2 separate regions of the Zea mays genome follow, and region 2 is linked to region 1. A link is a contact called in public Hi-C data. All regions are on one chromosome and are shown on one strand. Each heading gives the region's core, a stretch centred on a gene start, on an enhancer-like site or on the middle of the called end of the contact. The rest is flanking DNA. Distances are from core to core; before and after follow the strand shown.

The links. Hi-C and Micro-C count contacts between places; a contact is called where the count stands out from the background.
Region 2: a contact with region 1 is called in a Hi-C map of tassel, with 2.2 times the contacts expected there. The contact joins the promoter of LOC100277548 here to the promoter of LOC103646198 in region 1. A contact is called at or near these places in 3 of 25 Hi-C or Micro-C datasets (bundle sheath, leaf mesophyll and tassel).

The regions. Positions count from the first base shown.
Region 1 is chr2:29,087,298-29,089,997 of Zm-B73-REFERENCE-NAM-5.0, reverse strand. It overlaps LOC103646198, which reads left to right and starts at 1,407. Exons shown (of 6, transcript XM_008670924.3): 1 at 1,407-1,616.
Region 2 is chr2:29,333,781-29,336,480 of Zm-B73-REFERENCE-NAM-5.0, reverse strand. It overlaps LOC100277548, which reads left to right and starts at 1,310. Exons shown (of 1, transcript NM_001365995.1): 1 at 1,310-2,040. The coding sequence starts at 1,417. The coding sequence ends at 1,884.

The DNA of each region.
Region 1 (2,700 bases), core at 158-2,657:
TATTCGGTATTTACCCACGTAACCCTTCATTAGGGTTTCTTAACATTTACAACACTCGACAAGTCGCCAGTGAGTGACTGAGAGCCAGCCGGCTGTAGACTACAGTAGCAGTGGCCCAGCGTTGCCCGTTTCGGCCTTTCGGGTGGTCCCTCGACCCCCTCCTTCCTTCCCTCCCTCGGAAGTGGGAGCCCGGGCCCACCGAAAACCGCGACGCGGCCCATCAGCCCATCACACCACCGGGCACGCGTTCTTCCTTTCCCGCTGCAGCGCCACGTCCGTTTTCCTGGGGGCACCGTCACGCTCAGCTCAGACAACATGGCTCAGCAGTCAGCAACGACGACGTTTCTATCTACGTATTGATTCGCGCGCCTGGAAGCTGTAGCCGGCGTCATCGCTCACCACCCTGTGGCACCCGAGCCGCGTAGGTAGGAGACGGCGACCGGTCGATCCACCGAGCGAACCACAGTGAAGTCCGAAGCGACGATGGGACGCACACTATGGCCTTATTTATTCGTACGCGCAAAGCAAAGCACCAGTAGAACAAATAGGGGGGCGGGGTGAAGGGTATATGTAGTATGATGCTTGGACTACTTGGAGGCACGCTGCGCTGGCTTTATCCATTCCAACCAGGGCAGAGAAGAGTAGAGAGTGTGCGTGTGGGAGCAGGAGCCACGATCGGATCGCTTTATTCGGTCCGGCCAAAAGATGCAGCGCAAAATATAGAGGCGATGAAACCAACACCAACTTGGCGCAGAATCTAACGCCTATAGTTTGCTTCTAGTATTCCAGATCCCTCCACTCCACGAGCACATCAGGTTCCTTGGTTGCAGGCCTTGCAGGAGAGAAAGGGAGAGAGGAGAAAAAGGCTGCTGGGCGCGAGCGAGTGGCAGCCACGCTGACAGAATCCACTTGGGGCACGGAGATTCCAGAGGCCACCCAGGCACTGTTCCCTCCCAGTCTTTCCCCGGCAGAGTGCGCTGGTGCTCCCGCAACTATGGGTGGCCGCCTTTCCTCGCCGCCTGCAACTTGCTCGCCGCAGCTGTCACTCGCTCGCTCGCTCCCAGCCTGCGCTTGCCCCTGCGACTCTGGACATGGATCCGATCCGCCCAGGCGGGGGGCCGCGCGATTCCATATATTCGCGTAAAGGAGGCCCTCTGAGATCGATTCCGATTCCGTTGCTCCGACAGAACTTGTTCGGTTACATGGGATAAAAATTCCATCATAAATTTAATATAGGTATGAATTGAGTGAATCCATACCTCCTACTCAATCCCATTACGGCCTCGTTTGGCAACGGGTGTAAAAGCAAGTATTGAGGCCCAATACACGTCCCGCGTGTATTCAGGTCCACGATGGGAGCATGTTCCCTGTGTGGCCCATATTTGTCTTTGGCAAATCGGGTGTCGGAGTGGATTAGGGTCACATACACGCCAATACGCCGGGGATAGAAAAATCTCCACCGAGACGTGGAAGACAGCCCGTCGTTCTCGCGTGGCGGCGTCACTAGCTAACCCTAGATCAAGACGAGTGCATCCACCGCTCTCCACGCCGCCGCCGATCTCGTCGAGAGGCATCCACGACTCTCCACGCCGCCGCCGATCTCGTTCGTCCAGCGTGTGAGTTTTAATTCATCCCGTACTGCATTTCTTCCTGTTCCGTAGCGGCACTGGCTGGGCGCCGGCACCTGCGCAAGCGGCGGCTGGGCGTCTGGCACTAGAAAAATACCCAAGGTGAGCGGCACTAGCTGGGCGCCGGCACCTGCGCGAGCCGCGGCTGGGCGTCTGGCACTAGAAAAGGGCGTCTGGCAGCTGGGCGTCTGGCACTAGAATAGACGGCGCTTCAGATTGATAGACAGAACCTCCAGAGGAGAACACAAAAGCTAGCCAAGATCCATGTGATCTGTACGTACGTACCTTTTTTTCCCTAATTCTTCTCAGATCCTTGCCAGTTCATTGGAATTTATTAGCCATATACAATGACTCTTAACCAAAAGCTGGGCGTGTGATTTATTAGCTATCTACGTAGTGGCTGGGCTGTGATCTGTGGATGAACAAGACCAAGCAGGAACGGATGGGAATGAATAGAAGGGTTCGAGATCTAATTAACCATATACAATGACTCTTAACCTTTGATTTGTTATATTCTAAAATTTATTAGCCCATTTCTTTGTTTTGTATGCTATGATATCAGATTGCATTGTACCAAGGATAAGAAAAAATGGATCAACTAATTAGGAAGAGAAGAGAAGAGGAGGACGAGGAGTTAATGCTCTTTCTTTTCCCTGCTCTTTATTTAATTAGTAATAGAGGGAGAGAGAAAAGAGCAAGGCATGCTTCTATTCTATCTGGCAAGGAGAGACTTAATGAGATTCTCGAAGGACATGAGAAGAATTGTCTTGTCGCATTCCGTATGGAGCCTAGTATATTCAAAAATATAGCATCATTTCTTAGAGAAGAACACATCCTACGTGATACAAGGGGTGTAACTGTGGAAGAAAAATTGGGAATGTTCCTTTTCATGTTGTCCCATAATGCTAGTTATGAGGATTTACAACATGAATTCAAACATAGTGGTGAAACTATCCATCGACACATCCAGTCATTTTTCCATATAATCCCATCTCTCATGTATAGATTTGTGAAGCCTGCCACTGGAATTTCAGTTCATTGGAAGATTACCACGGATGAACGGTTCTTTCCT
Region 2 (2,700 bases), core at 61-2,560, 250 kb before region 1:
CACTTCTATATAGAAAAAAATGTAGCACATAAATATCTCTGAAATCTTGCTAATAATAATATACTGATATATTTTGCATAAAACTGGATCAGTTTAATTGTTATATGCCTAAATTACTATTATTAGAATAGAATTTAATTCCAATGATCCAAACAGCGCGTTAGAAAAATGGAAATCACTTGGTGTTTTTAAACTAGCCTTATAAATCTTTTCCCTTGAAATTTGTCTTTGGTTCATATGAATTATTTTTCAACTATGAAAAAAATGGAGACGTAGTAACCAGAAGGGATTGTGAAATCAAAATCCAAACGCAAGTAGTACCGCAAAAAATCAGCTAGCATATGTTCGTCTCTTGTGCTTAATTCGATCTCAACATATTTCGAGTGAGCAAAGCTGAGCTTACCTCCTGGCCCGTTTGAGCCGGCGCTGGAGCTCCATGGACTCGTCATGAGGTTGATCAGCATCCAGCAGCAGCACCGGCGGCATTTTGCCGGACCATGCATGAACAGATGGACAGATAGCTGCTGGCCGTTGAGGTTGACGCCGGCTATGTCCCCGCAGCATATGCCTAACAAGACAGTGATGCCAGGCAAGGACTGCCTGCGCCAGCCCGTGCAGCATGGTGTCCGTGTTGGCAGTGACTTTGCTGCCGCAGTGAGCATTCGATTATCTAGAGTTTTAGACTGGACTAGTCAGAAAAGTTGCTAGGGGCTTGTGCGGGGCAAATCGAAGCGGCGCACCGGCGACATCTTCACGCCGAAGGAGGCGGCGTTGTCATTCGTAGCGCACCAGGAAGTGCGCGCGTCTTGTCCCAGGCAGCTCCACTGACGCAACAACGAGGCAAGCGGCGCAAACCGACGTCTCGGCGTCTGCGAGACATGTGACGAGTCCGTAGACAGTGTTCTACGCGTCGGTGGTCGCTGGAGTTGCAAGCGCAGTTTCGGAGGCAGCGGAGGTTGGTCGGGACTTGGATGCAGGGGCCGACGCCGACTGGCTGGAGCCCTCGACGGCGACTCGGCGAGGCGCCGCTGTCTCGAGAAGAAGGTGAGGAATAGGGTGAGAGAGGCAGAGAGCTCGAGAGGCCCGATATTTGTCGGAAAAAAGTGTGGCCTGCTCAGACGTTTTTGTTATTTCGGTTGTAACGGCCCAAAACAAGTCTAATTTTTTAGATTCACCGGGCTTCCAAACTCTACTTTTCAGTTCGGCCCGTAAAATTTTATGGGCCTGTATTTTACACTGATTTTGGATGGAAAACCTGCCTTCCACTCCACACAAGCTCTATTGGAACTTGGAAGTGGTGCTGTTCTCCATTTCGGATACTTCTGGAGTTTCCAGCGGTTAGCCACGTGGATTCTTGCACCTGTCCTGTCCTCTCCACTGCCACCGTCGTTCCTCAGGTCCGTTCCAAGGGTAGCTATGGAACTCGATCTGCCGCCGCAACCGACCCCGCCACTCACCGACCTGGCCGCCTCCATCCACCGCGCCGCAGCGGCCGCGGCAGTGCTCTCAGCCCCCGCGCCCTCCTCCCATGCCGCCGCCGCGGTGGCTGCCCTTCGCGACGCCCACGCTGCCATCGGTTCTTTCCTCTCCCGCCTCAACGTATCGTACGGTGATGATCATCAACCCATGGCGGATAGCGGCGAGGAGTTGGTGGAGGATGGGGAGGGGGCGCAGATGGTCGGGGAGGCGGAGGAGAGGCTCCGGAACTGCGGCCTGCAGGGGAGCAAGCGGCGGAAACGTCCTGTGCCGCCTTCATGGCCCCTAGGGCGCCGCTCGAGCAGCAGTTCCGAAGCGGCGGCGGCAGCCGCCGCGCCGGTGCCGGTGCTGGACGTCGAGGAGCGGCGACGCGCGACCATGGATCTCTTGATGCAATTCCATGCGTGATGCGTAGGAAGGAACGTGAGTGATATTCTGTCTTGACGCCATAACGGAAATTTAGTTGTTTGCATCAGTGTTAAATGTGCTTTCTAAATTTTTGTCTCTAAATTATCATTCGGAGAGTCACTATCTATATCTTTTCATCCTTCAACAACTTTTCTACATCGTTTAATTTCTAGAAAGCTATTCTTTTTTTTTTAATTTTGGCTTGCGAGAAATCCAGGACAGATGATGTCTCAGAACAGAAGTCTATTTGAACAACTATTCAAAGAAACTGTTGAAATATTTTTTACTGAAATATACATTCCTAGCAATTAGGGAGGTATAGAAAAGCTGAGTTGCTCTAAATCGTGAAAATGGTTTGACATTTCTGGATATTTTTATTACCTAGATAGGTATCGTTCATGGTTAGTTGGAGCTGGACAATTAGTGGTGTAGATAAGGCGAATTGACTATGAGATTGAAATGAACTATGGCAAGAAAACGAGATAAGTATACTCAAATTTCACCAACTTCCAATGCCCCCTCATGTGCGAAGTATGCTCGATTGAAGTACACATTTTTATGATGCTACTAAGGACATGTTTGGAAGTAAAGTATTTCAAAACTATGGTTCTAGAATACTATGATTTTAAAACGTCATGACATAACTGTAGTATTTTGTACATCACTCCAAACAATACAACAACATTTCAAATCATGGTATTTAGTATCCATGAGCCAAAAGTTAGTCATAGTAAAAAACTTTGGATTGGAGTTAAGTTTCAAATACTCCAAAAATACCATGGTAACTATTAAACCACTGTATTCAAAACAGAGTTT